3 separate regions of the Mus musculus genome follow, and regions 2 and 3 are each linked to region 1. Evidence: chromatin contacts called from public HiChIP or PLAC-seq and promoter capture Hi-C data. All regions are on one chromosome and are shown on one strand. Each heading gives the region's core, a stretch centred on a gene start, on an enhancer-like site or on the middle of the called end of the contact. The rest is flanking DNA. Distances are from core to core; before and after follow the strand shown.

Region 1 (4,469 bases), core at 908-3,407:
GCAGGTGAGCCAAAAGGGACTTTTGGTTGCTGGACATCATCATTTCAATAGTTGGACTTTGGTCGTCAGCCTCAAGAGGGGAAGTGGTCAAATAAGGCGACAGACCTCGATGGCTGGTGTCAGGAATGCAATCTACTGGTTTTAGCAAGGCAGAAGAAATGGGAGACAGGGGCAAAGCCTGCCAGAGCCCTGCTCACCTTGCCAGGGCTGGCCAAAGTCAACCAGTAGGGTGCTGGGGACAGAACCTGGGTCCTCTGGAAGAGCATCCAGTGCTCTGAAACACTGATCCATCTCTCTAGTCTGATTTAAAGATAACTTTGTCAGATTGATTACATGGGTACCGGACAGAAAACTATCATTAATTTATTAGCATAAAATGAGCCACGGAGCCAAGGCCAGGAAAGGAAGACACCAATGTGTCTTGGAGGTAGAGCACAGGAGGTAATTGCTTTTTGTTTCCGTTTTTTTCTGTTTTGGTTTTTTTAGACAGGCTTTCATTGCTGTAGCCCAGGTTAGCCCGAGGTTATCATTATGTAGCCCAGGCTGGTCTGGAACGCTTGCTCTGCCTCCTGAATGCTGGGATTCCACAACTCCTGGTTCAGAGAAGTTTAAACAAGTAAGACTGGCATAGAGGAAGGGGATGGTCAGAGTCCATGAGTGGGCAGACAGGGATACAAGCCAGTGAGGTGCTGCAGCAGGGAGGTGATTGTCTTGATGGTTCATTTTCACGCTGAGACGTTCCGCAACTCTGTCCAGACTTTCCTGCTGCTGCCTGCAAGCTTCATCTCCTTTACAGATGAAGATGAAATTGTCTTCTTGATTAAGTTTTCCGAATCCATTTGCAGACAGCATCTGAAATGTTGGTGGAGGTTTAAAGCCTTTTAATCCAGGATTAGAGGGGGAGACTTAAAATATAAAATGCAAATGCCGACTGGGATTTAACATTACCGTTTATTCCCACCCAGTGCAATCAGATAATTACTCAGGAGGTGTCATCACATCCTTTCTGGTTTTAATTCATAGAGATCAGGGTAGGGGAGTCTAATATCCTCTGTTTATGAACCAGCTTGTGTATTCTCAAATGAAGCTAAGAAAAATCTCTAGATTTAGAAAACCACATGCTTCGTTTCTTTTTAGTTTATCTTCACTTTATAGATATGTAAAATAATTAGGTGAAATTGTTGTTATGGATGTATCCCTCTAAGGACAGGTCCTTGTCCTGGCTGCCCCGCTCCCTCGTTTTTTCCCCATTTGCTATGAATATTTAACTTTAAGATTTATTATTATTATTATTATTATTATTATTATTATTATTATTATTATTTTTGCCTGAACCCGCTATGCCAACAGAAATTCCTCTCTAGGTCCAGAGTTGTAGCAATTTATTCTCACTGTACCGAAATACGTGACCAAAACCACTTGAGGAAGAAGGATGGATTTGAGCTCTCTGTTTCAGGGGACTTCGGATCCTCATTTTCGAGGAGCCCTGCAGAAGTGGCCCTAAGGCAACGGTTCCCACCCGTGGGTGATGTTTGAGCAGGTTCTGGGACCTTTGGGGTCTAGCTGGCACAAGCAAACCAGTGCAAGTGAGCAGGTGATGACACCTGTCTCCTTCAGGCCCAGCTGGAGTCTCTGTGGTTTGCCTAGGCTGGATCCAATTTGTATCTTTATATCTCAGCCACAGGAACAGCTGACCTTATCTTCCTGCACCAAGCCACCTGGTCTATGGCTACATTTCGAATATGCTTTGAAGATTCTGGAAGCTTCAGAATGCCCTGGAAAAAAAGAGTTCAGGGAACTATCCTAATATATGCCCTTGCTCTTTTTCCCTACATTTCCAGCAACTTTACTGAGAGTTTGCCTTATCTCACCAGTTTATACTAGCAATTGTGTTTAACACTCGGTATTTAGTTCAATTACTTCCTTGCTTTGCAGACACAAGCTGTTTTGTATACATTTTGCAGAGCATGAGATAAAACTGATAGGAATAGCTATAAAATCTGGGATATTCCCCACGCAGGGGATGAATACTGGGAGGGATGGAAGGGAAACGCAGGCGCGCTCTTCAAAGAGGCAACAGAGAACTACATTTCCCAGAGTGCGGCGCGCAGCACGCTCGTGCCTCACCACCCCGCCCCGCCCCGCCCCGCCCCCGCGGCTCTCAAGAGCGCTCGGCCGAGCCGGGCACGAGCGAGCGGTCGGGCCGGTGAGCGCGTCCCCGGGGTGTCCAAGCGGGGCTGGCGCGGCGCCGGCGCGGAGCGGGTGTGGCGGCTCGGCCTGCGCGGCGGCCGCGGACAGAGGTAACCGCTGCGTTATCCCGCGCGCGGGTCTCAGCCTGGAGCGGTCACCCGCGCTCGCGTCGGTGAGGAGCTGCCGGGCGGCGCCGGCGCCTTCCCTCGGGGAACCGAAGGGATCCGGGCGGGCCTCGCGGGCCGCGCTGTCCTGAGCGGCGGCGCAGGTGCTCGGGGTCCGGGTTGGGCGACTTCAGGGGTGTCCCCCTCCCGGGGTTCGCGGGGCTCCTGCAAAATCCGTACCCGGCCGGGTGGCGCTGCTCCAGGCTGAGCTCGTGGCTTGCTCCAGGGAGGGTCCCCGATTTGTGGACACAGTTTGGGGTTCCCAACCGTCTCCCGGGCTTGCACGGCCCTGATGTTACGGTTTGGGGAGCTTGTTACCTTCCTTTTCCTGCAGGCAGTATTTATTATCATGCATTTCGTGGAAATCCTCGCAGTTTTGAATATTCTTGCCAACCTGCTTTAATTGCCTACCTTTATATTTTGCTTCTTACCTTAAGGTATTAGCGTAGGCAGATACTTTGGGCAATAGGTCTTACTTAGAACCTGGGTTGCCACAGTAATTAACCTGCCAGGTACACGTGGGTTTTTTTTCTTTTTTTCTTTTTTCTATTTAATGCTGTTCTCTCTCTCTCCCCGCCCCCCCCCCCCTCGTTAATTGTTTTCAGTCTTGTTTCCCCATCTTCCGTGAGCCCTGGCCGTGCTAAGGGGCGGGTGGGGTACGTTTAGTTGAGCAGAGACCCTCTGCTAGTGCTACCAGAGCTTGTGAACTGCGTGCAGGTAGCTTTATCATTAGCCTTTGCTTCTCTGCCTGCTTTCTCCTGGCACCTATTTTTTGGTTTGTCAGTCAAACCAACTGACCTACTTAAAACTTTAGTCATGTTGCCTTGAAAATACCAAATAGTTGGAACACAAGTATAAAAAGAAGTCACAAGATGCTGTATTCAGCTGTATGCGCTTGGATTTATATTCATTCTTATATTTTTCTACCCCTCCTCTCCTATTCTACCCCTCCCCCTCCACTCTACCTCCCACCCCCCAACCTTGAGCATGCCGGGAGAACACACTACTTACCACTGAGTACATCTCCAGTCTGAATTTTTACGTTTAAAACTATTCTTTTAGCATTTGATAACTGTTAGTGCTATTAATTTGTAACGTTACACATTCCTTAATAAATTCCAAATCCTAATTTGAAGTCACAGCGAAAGCTAACCAGAGTGTATAATTTCCCCATTCCTACAGAAACCCAACCTCCCTGTTGTAAAGTCCCTCGTGGTATCAGAACCTACACTGATGTTTCATGATCTCTCAAAATTCTGTCCTTTATGTTAGGGTTCAAATAGAGTGCTTGCCTAACCTGGGTTTCATGTCCAGCACTGCACAAACTGGATGTGTCGGTGTGTACCTGTGATCCCAGTACTTGAGAGACAGGAGAGCCAGAAGCTGAGAGTCATCATCAGCTACACTGAGTTTGAGACCTGCCTGGGCCTGTCTTGTCTCAAAACAGCAGCAGCAAAATCTAAACAAAAGGCTAAAAATGGGTATTTAAGCTTTTCCCCTCCTTCCCTTCTTCCTTCCTTTCTCTTCTTTCAGATTTTCGAGATGGCATTTCTGTATAGCCTTGACTGACCTAGAACTAGCTAGCTCTATAGACTGGCTGGCCATGAACTCAAGAGAGATCTCCCTGCATCTATCACCAGAGTCAGCATTGGCATATGCTACCACCACCCAGCTTAAGCCATTTCTTATGTCTGAATTTTCAACAAATAATTTATTTTTGTATATAAAGAGTTAAAAACATGAGCAGGAACAAATGTTTCCTAAAAAAACAAAAAGCCATGATTTTTAGTGGTAGGCTTTTTAGTATAATTATATCTTTCTCTGGAAGAAAGTTTTATATTAAGTAATGAAATAAGAGGAAATCGGATATTCAAATCTTCTAATTAAAAAACGTTTTTGCAGTGCTGGAGATTGAATACACTAATTGCTGTTTACTGCGTCCTGGGCCAGCATCTCATGTGTGGTCGGTCAGCCTGTTTGCTCTGCTCTGAGGAGGTATAATAGTGGACTGAGCTCAGGTCTGCAATTAGTTCTTGGGTTAAAATCCCTGCTCTCCACTCATTGGCTGTTTAATCATGGCAAGTTGTTATCTGAACCTGTTTCCTTAGCTGGGGA
Region 2 (4,469 bases), core at 1,078-3,577, 1.4 Mb after region 1:
GCTGCTCATTCCCACCCACCGACTGCCCCGCCCCTCCCCGCCCCCGCCCCCGCCCCCACCTTCCACCCAGGAGAGTTCAGGATTACATGGGAAATGAATCCACCATCCAGGACAGCTCTCAGAGTTTTGGCAGCTATTATCTGAATCAAATGCGGAGGCAAATTTCACTGGAGATATAAGCCAAAACTAGTTTACACTATATTCTTGTCTGGAAAGAAACATCGCTATTTATTTCTACAGTGGTTTTTCAATTTGTTCTGAAAAACTTTATTTTGTCCCACTTACTACTAGGTTAGAAAGATTATTGGATAGCAACCACCCTTGTGTTAAATCCAAAGCCCTCAGATGCTGAAATGAAAATGATGATAGCAATGTTGTGGAAAGTCAAGGGGTCTGAGTTTCTCCTACAGAGAGAATTACAACCCCCCATATCCTGCTAGCTGTACATTACTTCCATGTACCTCAAAACCTCAGCCTGCTCCCTATTCCTTTGAAAAGGTCTGCTACCAAGAACATGCGTTCTCCTCTGTGTGAAAAGATGTTCTTTCTTTTACAGTTATGTTTTGATGGCTTTGCCTTCCACCATGTCTAAGGCAAAAGCTCTGACAACTCCATAAAGGCTCTAGAGAGCAGATAGTGATGTATTTTCTGGAGGGTAGGCACTCAGGAAAAATGAAAAGGTGGTTATGATTAAGTTCTCTTGGAAGGTGAAGTATTCCCAGAGAAGATGAAGTAAGTACTGGGGAATTTAGAGGGAGATTGAGAACCCACAAGCCTCGGGTACCTTTGTATTTGCTTCCTAATGATTCTGCATGTTTTATGATGCCCAGTTCAATACCAACATCACTTCTTGACCTTAAGGGCTAGTTTTGAGCTCTAATTAGAGTCAGGGAACGAACGGATTGAATCTGCCTACCCATCTATCTCGGCAATCCTGTATAGCTTTTAAATACCACTGCAAATGTCCCCAGATTCGAATCAGTTTCTCTTATTTAGTAGTAGACCCAACAAGACAAAACTTTATACTTATGAGTAAGCAAAGCTTTTACACTTTGTATATTTCAGGCACCTCACCTGACTTTCTCATTTCCTTTTTGAAGAATGGGATGAAACAGTGATGTTTTGGAAGCTAAACGGGACTAATCTGTAATATGGTGAGTAAAGGGACAAAAACAAACACACTAGGGAGAGACTTACTCAGATGAGTTGGAACAGATTACAGTGGAGCCAGGAGCTGGGTCACTAGCCCATATTAGACAGCCTAGCATCTCAAAGGCATTCCGCCTAATAATCTCTCTTTGAGGACTTTCACAAGAAATACTGCTAAAGTTATCTTTAATAAGAATGTACTGCCTGCTTCTCTTTTAAAGTAGGTGGATACCTCCTCAAAATACTACTCCTTCAAGAAGTCTAAACCCATCTGTGTGTCTTAAAATCCACCGAAGATTACCACTTTCCGGTACAATAGTAACACAATATATACTGAAATCTACCTCCACACGCCAGTTGTCTAGGCAACTCTGAAACTAGCTAAAACATCAGCAGATGAAAGGAGAAGGTAGACGGCGGGAGTAGAGACTGTATCAGTTGCATTTGTTTTGTAAGTCAGAAACACAAGATGCCTGCTTGTTGTGTTTTACACGCAAGCGAGTGCTCTCGCGCGCGCGCGCACGCGCACACACACACACACACACACACACACACACACACACTGAACCAGTATGGTCCCAGCGTTGCTCCTGGCTCACAGCAGTTACCTCCCTATAGCCTGAAGCTGCTATCCACCCACCCTCCGGGTGGTTTCTCCCCCCCTCCCCCCAAGCCCCAGCTCCACAGCAGCAATCAAATCACCTACCCTGCCAGGGATGCCGGACCTACAAGGGATGGCTGGCGGCTGCTCCGATGTCCAGGCTCCTAGGACTGGCCTAAAGATGAGTTCCAGTCGGCAGGGTGCCCTTTACTTCCCAGGGCGAGCGCAGAACCCCATTCGCCAGGCCTGCGTGCTGCTCTCAGAGGAAGCCCGGGCAGCCCCAGAGCCACAGCTGCATGGAAAGTTGGGGGGGACTCCCCCAGCAGTCGCTGTCTCGCTCTAGTTCTGTCCCCTCTGCAGCCTGGGCGGCCCCGCGGCCCCGTGATTCCCTTCCGAGTCCCACCGGCTTTCTCTCACCCGGGCTGAATTGCCACATGCACTTGAGAAATCCTAGCAGTTGCGCAAAGAGTCAAGAAGTTAGAAAGAGTGATTGTGTGTGAATGTGTAAATATACAGTACAAGAGGCTGGAACAACTGAGTGGGGCCAGCCCGCAGACGCAGCCGGGTTTCGGGTTTCAGTTGGCAGCTGGCGGCTTCAGAGGACCCAAGCAGCACTGGTGGGGTGGCGGGAGCCCCGCCCTGCACGCCAGCCTCACCTCCAGAGCAATGCTGGGCGGGCGCCCCATCAGACACCACTGCCTGGGCCCTCTGCAGTTGGCTGCGTTCATTTCAGCCCAAATGCAGCATGAGGGCATGCTGCTCACAGATCTGTGGCTATGGGTGAGAGAATGTAAGGAACCCAAAGCCCCCACTCTTGTGTTCCTTCAGCAAGCCTCACACACTGGTTATGCGCGCCCTGCCACCATCTCTGCCAAATCTTATTTCTCCAGCTTAAGCTTTATTCCTAAAAACGTATTTAGATGAGTGTGCTCTAGTCAGGCATTTCGAGAGATGTTAAGTGTAATAAACCGTCTTGACATGCTTTTAGAGTTCTCAGAGCAAGGTGGCAAATATATTCCTGATATAGACTGCCCCAGCCCCCAGCCCCCAGCCCCCAGCCCTCCCCACTCCCACCCACTGAGCGCTTACTGTTCTAGGTGTTTGGCACTCTTAGGTTTCCTAAAGCCTGGTGTTTTGGATTTTGTCCTTTGGGATGTCCAGGCACATGCTCAGGCTGACGAGCATACAAGCCTGGATGGGCACGAATAGGTATTTTGCTTTTGTTGCCGTCAGGTTTCCGGGGCGGGGGTAGGGATGAGTCTGCTCCATCCCAGGCCGAGGTCCCACTAGAAAATTGATTTTTCTGGCAGGAGACACCTCAGCCCTTTAATGAATGAAATTAAGTTCGGGGGGGGGGGGAATAAGCTCTTTTGCCTGATCCTTTAAAATGTGTGTAGAACCCCTAGCCAGAAGCCATGTGGCCTGTGTTTCTAATTGGTGGGATAGATGACCTTCAGCGGCTCACAAGGCCTTGCATGTTGTAATGGCGGACTGTTAACACTGTCAAGTGACAGCCTGTGGGCAGTTCTAAATGAGAACTGCAAAACAATGAGATTAACCAAAATGAAATCTGCACACATTCCATGCCCTGAGAGCCCCTGGAAGACAAGTGTCAGTAGGTATGATTCAAGACTGTGACATTTCAAAAAGGCAAGACTGCTATTAGGTTGGGAGCCTACTTTCTGGTTATAACAAATGTTACCACAGCAATTCAGACCCAAGGTGACACAAATTAAACTCAGGGAGGCTGCCCGGCAGATCCCAGGCTGAGAGATTAAGATACATCCCATCCTTGTGTCCAAGGCCTTTGGCCTTCACACCTCTGTCTCCATCGTTTCCACTTGACACCATCTCACCAGCCAGTGTGATGTATGGGGTTCTTAGGCTAGAGAGAACACAGAAAGAGAAAGGGGAGGGTTGTCATGGAGACGGCAGATGAGGTAAAGGAAGAGTTCCATCTGCTAAGAAGGACCACAGACCCTTCTACAGCCAAGTACACTAGTGTATAACTAACAACGCTGGTGCTGCACTGAAGCCTGCTGGGATTGACATAAAAATCTGTGACTAGGGAATGTAACACTTGCTGCTTCCTGGATTCTGATTGCACCACTCACCCCCGGAGAGGATTAAGTATGTTTGGGACGCTGCTTTCCTGTGCCCAGTAACAACTTTAAAGAAGAGATAAATCCTGGAACCAGCGGGCAGACATTTGATTCTCACCAGAGGTGGTGGCTTCTGAGAAGTGATGTCTCTCCTTCAGCTCTGGGGAGTCTGCAGAGGGTGTGGCCAAAGGGTCATTTGAAGTAATGGTGTCAAGTTAACTTTAATCCTGAGGGTGAAGCATAACTCTGCAAACCCTAGAACTAATTCAGAGGGACAAACAAACTTTTAGGAATCCAGAGTCCTAGGCACCTACTGGAGCGTCTAGGAAAAGAAAGCCAGCTATGGAAGGCAGGTAGGCCTTGGGGCACACAGTCCATCCGTGGAAGACATGGAACACCTTCAGGACCAGAAGTTCTCCAGAGACTAGAAAACAATTAGGAAGAAGACAAAGGAAAGAAGATAACGGCCTCGCATCTGAACAACTTGTCTGGGTGTCAAGGACAGAAACATCACCCAACCAGAAAGTCCCCCTGGACAGTGCTCCTGTTAGGCCAGGCTGCATTAGGAATTCAGTGAAGGGGGACAGGATAGACATTTGTAAACTCCATGGGTCCAG
Region 3 (4,469 bases), core at 544-3,043, 1.1 Mb before region 1:
AGGGAGAGTCCAGTAACTCAGCTAGAACCCACAGGAAACCTTGACGCATGGAAAATCTCGACTCAGCTGGGCATGGTGGCACAGGCCTTTAATCCCAGCACTCAGGATGCAGAGGCAGGCGGATTTCTGAGTTCGAGGCCAGTCTGGTCTACAAAGTGAGTTCCAGGACAGCCAGGGCTATACAGAGAAACCCTGTCTCGAAAAGCAAAAACAAAAACAAAAAGGAAAGAAAAAAGAAAATCAGAACTCAAAGTTAAAGCAGAGATCTAGAGCAAATAATCAAGGAATATGGAGAAGAAAATAACACGGGAAAGGAACACCCAGGAAATGTGGGACAACATAGACAAAATGAGCCTTTCGATTACAGGCCCAGGTAAGGGAGAAGAAGCCCAAGTCAGAGGAATAGAACAGACTAACAGGATCATAGGCAAAAGCTTCCCTAAGACTAAGAGAAGGCACAAGAAGCACACAGAACACCAAATAGACAAGACCAGAAAAGACATGTTCCAGCATGTGTACACACCTACATCACACACGTACACCACACAGATCCTTAGTACCTCACCGTCACAACCGGCAAACTTCCATTTAGTAGTTATTCCCAGAAAGCGAGAGGATTCACTTAATGATACTGTCTTCCTACCAAACCAGAAAATGTAGGCTTGTAATTGAGTCTCAAAGCTCTCAGCCATGGCTGGAGAGATGGCTCCATGGTATAGAGCACTTGCTGTTCTTTCCTGAGGATCTGGGACATGGGCGGTCACAGCCATTCGTAACTCTAGTTCCCGGGGATCTAGAGATCTCTCTGGCCTCCGCAGGCACCGGGTGTGGAAGTCATACACAGACTTACAAGAGAGATTTTAGTCAGGTTTGAGGTACAACCATCTCCTTCATTTCAGGACAGGTGGCCACATCTAGAAGCTAAAACTGTAGAACCGGGCGGGGTAGGGTGGGGCTGGGAGTCGGGCGCCGACTTAATGTCCCTTCTTAATCCATGCTTGAATGTTAAAAACGTCTTGAGTACTGAAATTTTACTTGGATGACTTCAACATTGGCTTAAGGTTCGTCCAATGCTATACACGCACACGCACACGCACACACACACACAGAGCAGTCTGACCCAAGTAAACAGTCCATACTTAATCACTGTGCCCTCTTCTTGCTCTTTTTCAGATAGAGTTCGATGTTTAGGCCTGGCACACAAACTCCCAACCTCCTGTCCCAGCCTCTCGATTATAGGGATTACAATCGTAAACACTGAATTATTTCTTAATTGGTCTCTTCAGTTATAAAAAGAAGCTATAAATCAAATTATATTAAAAGCATGGGCACTTAACAAAACATATCCTTTGTCGTCCTGACCCATTGTTTGTCCTGTTCTGTGATAAGCATATATTCATCTCCTGTTTATTTTATCCCATTTGTTAAACAAAACAAAACAAAATTCAAAAACAAAAAACAAAAAAAATTCAAAACACACCACAGAAACTGTTACTTTCGCTTTGTCTTTTCCTGGATGCTGGCTTCTCAGAGTCCAATGTGAGCCTGAATTAGGGCAAAAAGTTTGCCCAGGTTTCCGGATCTGGCTGAACCCCTAGGTGAGCCCTCACCCCAAGACGCCACTCCAACCACGCCCCACAGAGACTCCCCCCTTCCCGCCCCTGCACCAGGACTCGCCCCTGCCCCTTTCCCCATGGCTTGGCCCCGCACCTGTCCCAAAGGGGGCCCCAGCCCCAGGGCTCCCCTGATTGCATCTTCCCCATGTCGCGCCCCACCCTCCCTTCCGCCCCACTGCCTGCTACTTCCTCTGCTCTCTTCGGGTTCCCTGCTCCTGACCACGACCACAGAGGCTCCAAGAGCTCTGCAGAGCAGAAGCCAGAGCCTCTTGCACCTTCCAAAGACCCGAGCTGCAAATCTTCCTGTGCAAGTAGCAACCTGAGCCCCTGCATTATCTCACAGTGGTGAGTGTGGGTGAGCAGGATGCAGAAGAGTGCAAGAGAGGGCTGGGAAACCCACTGCAGCTTCATTTGCAACTGTGAAATGCAAAGCAACTTGGTTCATAGAGGGTCTCTGTTTGGGTGGGTTAGCAGTGTACAACTTTTGATTGCCAAATGTATGAAGGCAAACACAGTTGGTGTTGGGCAGGTAAAAGTTTTACTGGTAGCAGAGATACCAGAAGTGCATGAGATATTTGTTAACACCGTTACTTTAAGGGAGCTGGGCAGTTTATAATTTTTTCTTTATCCCATGATATGAAATTTGTCAGGCAATCTCTAATTCGATATACAGATATTTACCAACTTCTTGCGACTCTTCCTCAGATAGTTCAGAAAAGGTTTCAACAGACAGAAAAGTTAAAGACCAGAATTATTAGACTGCAAACCTTTTAGTGGATTGTGTATCTATAATCTGTTTTATTTTCTTCCCTAATACTAGAAGTGTGGTCACTCCTTAGGGTGTTAACATGTGCCTCGCCAACTTAGTGTGTTCTCTTGCATCAATGTGCACTAAGACACAAACACATGCAGAACGTATTTTTGCATGTACCGTGGTTGAGCATCCGTGTAGCATTTGAGAAGAGAAGAAATATCATAAGCAGAAATAAAATGCAAACTAGAATGGAGGGCTTCCAGAAGCCATGGACATGGAGAGATCAGAAGGGGCCCAGTGCACTGAGGGACCCTCCAAGGTGAAAGTTGCATTTTTAGATGATTGATTTGTTTTTGTTTTGTTTTGTTTGTTTGTTACATGTATGCAGGTGCTCTGCTTGCATGTCTGGAGCCCACAGAGGCCTGTGAGGGCCCTGAAGCCTCTGGATCTGGCGTTGTAGGTGTTGTAAGTCCCTCCCTGCATTATGCAGGCGCTCAGAATAGGAAGAGTATGTGCTCTTAATTGCCGAGCCATATCTCTGGCCCCTTAAGTTGCTTTCCTGTGACCATAACAAGAAGGGGTTGCTCAGCCCCACAGCTCAAGAACAATAAGGGAAGCGCATTGCTTTTCAGAGAGGCTTTTGCCAGTTTGCCTTTGAGGGAACGTTCTTGCATGTGTTAATTTGGGATGTAGAAGAGACTCAAAGGAAGACTATGCTACGAACCATCCCATGATGCCAGCAGCAGCACTCATGCCAGGGTAAACTGTGGCTGTCATTTTCCTTACCCTGTGTGGTACAGACAGGTCTTACCTAAAGACAAACTGAGATGTCCTATGCAGTTAGGCAAGTCTCATGTTCTGGAAGTATTTGGTAAATACTTACCTTGTAGTCGCATTGCATATACTTTGGGGCACCATGTGACATTCAGTACATGAAAGCTATGATCAGTTCAGCACAATTTTCCTGTCATCACAGACAGTTTGTTGACTATTTTTTATTTAAATTTAGTTGTAGTTAAAAACTGTTTGAAGTAGGAAGGCTTAGAATGAGCTGCTTAATTAGAATTACTTAATTACTCCATTGTGTAAATATACCACATTTTCTGTATCCATTCTTCTGTCCCTTCAGCTTTTTCAATCCATCCCTTAACTCTTTCATAGAGGTCCCTGACCTTAGTCCAAGGGTTGGCTGTAAGTATCTGCATCTGTCTCAGTCAGCTCTGCTGGTAGAGCCTCTCAGAGGACAGCCATGCAGAGGGGTAGGGGCATGAGGTGAACAACTCTGGGAGGGGAGACCAGGAGGAGGTAACATTTGGGTATAAATGAACAAAATAATTAATTAAAAAATTATGATGACCTCATCTTGCATGACCTGCAGGATATGACTGAGAGACCAAAGAAGAACTTTTTTATTAGAGTAGAATCCTGAACTACAGACTGAAGACAGGAAACTTGTGTCCCCTGCCAGCAAGCACAGCACGGCATCAGTAACAGTGTCAGGGATTGATGCCCAACCATGCATGGGATAGGTCCCGAGCTGGGCCAGTCACTTGACTGCCTTTCCTACAGTCTCTGCTCCATTTTTGTCCCTGCAGTTTAGCTCAGACCACACTCATTGAGACCTGGGAGTCTCTCACCGCCCAGGTGTCTGGGCAATTTTTTTTCTTTTTTCCTCTCCAAGAGCAATAATTCATCACCTTGTTATTGAAGCTCTGGTAGTTTATATTTCAGTTCATTTAGTCTGCTGGAGACGCTTTTCCCTGAATTTTAAAACTTTATCTGCAAAGTTCCAAATTTCCATTTTTAGAAACTCCAGCTGGGCAGTGGTGGTGCACACCTTTAATCCCAGCACTTGGGAGGCAGAGGCAGGTGGATTTCTGAGTTTGAGGGCCAGCCTGGTCTACAGAGTGAGTTCCAGGATAGCCAGGGCAACACAGAGAAACCCTGTCTCGTAAAACCAAAAACAAAAAACAAAAAACAAAAAGACAAAACAAAAACAAAAACACCTCCATATTTATTGCTCAGATATAAAAACAATAATCATAACGGGCATAAGGAAAGTAATGGGTGAAACTAATATAGAATAAAACATAAAGTTA

The links. Promoter capture Hi-C pulls out the DNA fragments that hold promoters and counts their contacts. HiChIP or PLAC-seq counts read pairs in DNA pulled down with a chosen protein or histone mark.
Region 2: a contact with region 1 is called in a promoter capture Hi-C map of pre-B cells, with 4 times the contacts expected there. The contact joins the promoter of Arhgap24 here to the promoter of Klhl8 in region 1.
Region 3: an H3K27ac HiChIP or PLAC-seq map of microglia shows a contact between it and region 1, with 6 times the contacts expected there. The contact joins the promoter of Abcg3 here to the promoter of Klhl8 in region 1. A contact is called at or near these places in 1 of 39 promoter capture datasets (pre-B cells) and 1 of 115 datasets of contacts at active chromatin or transcription factors (microglia).

The regions. Positions count from the first base shown.
Region 1 is chr5:103,908,947-103,913,415 of GRCm38.p6, reverse strand. It overlaps Klhl8 (kelch-like 8), which reads left to right and starts at 2,157. Exons shown (of 10, transcript NM_178741.4): 1 at 2,157-2,300.
Region 2 is chr5:102,479,249-102,483,717 of GRCm38.p6, reverse strand. Arhgap24 (Rho GTPase activating protein 24) reads right to left here and starts at 2,327. Exons shown (of 10, transcript NM_029270.2): 1 at 1,856-2,327.
Region 3 is chr5:104,980,041-104,984,509 of GRCm38.p6, reverse strand. It overlaps Abcg3 (ATP binding cassette subfamily G member 3), which reads left to right and starts at 1,793. Exons shown (of 16, transcript NM_030239.2): 1 at 1,793-1,961.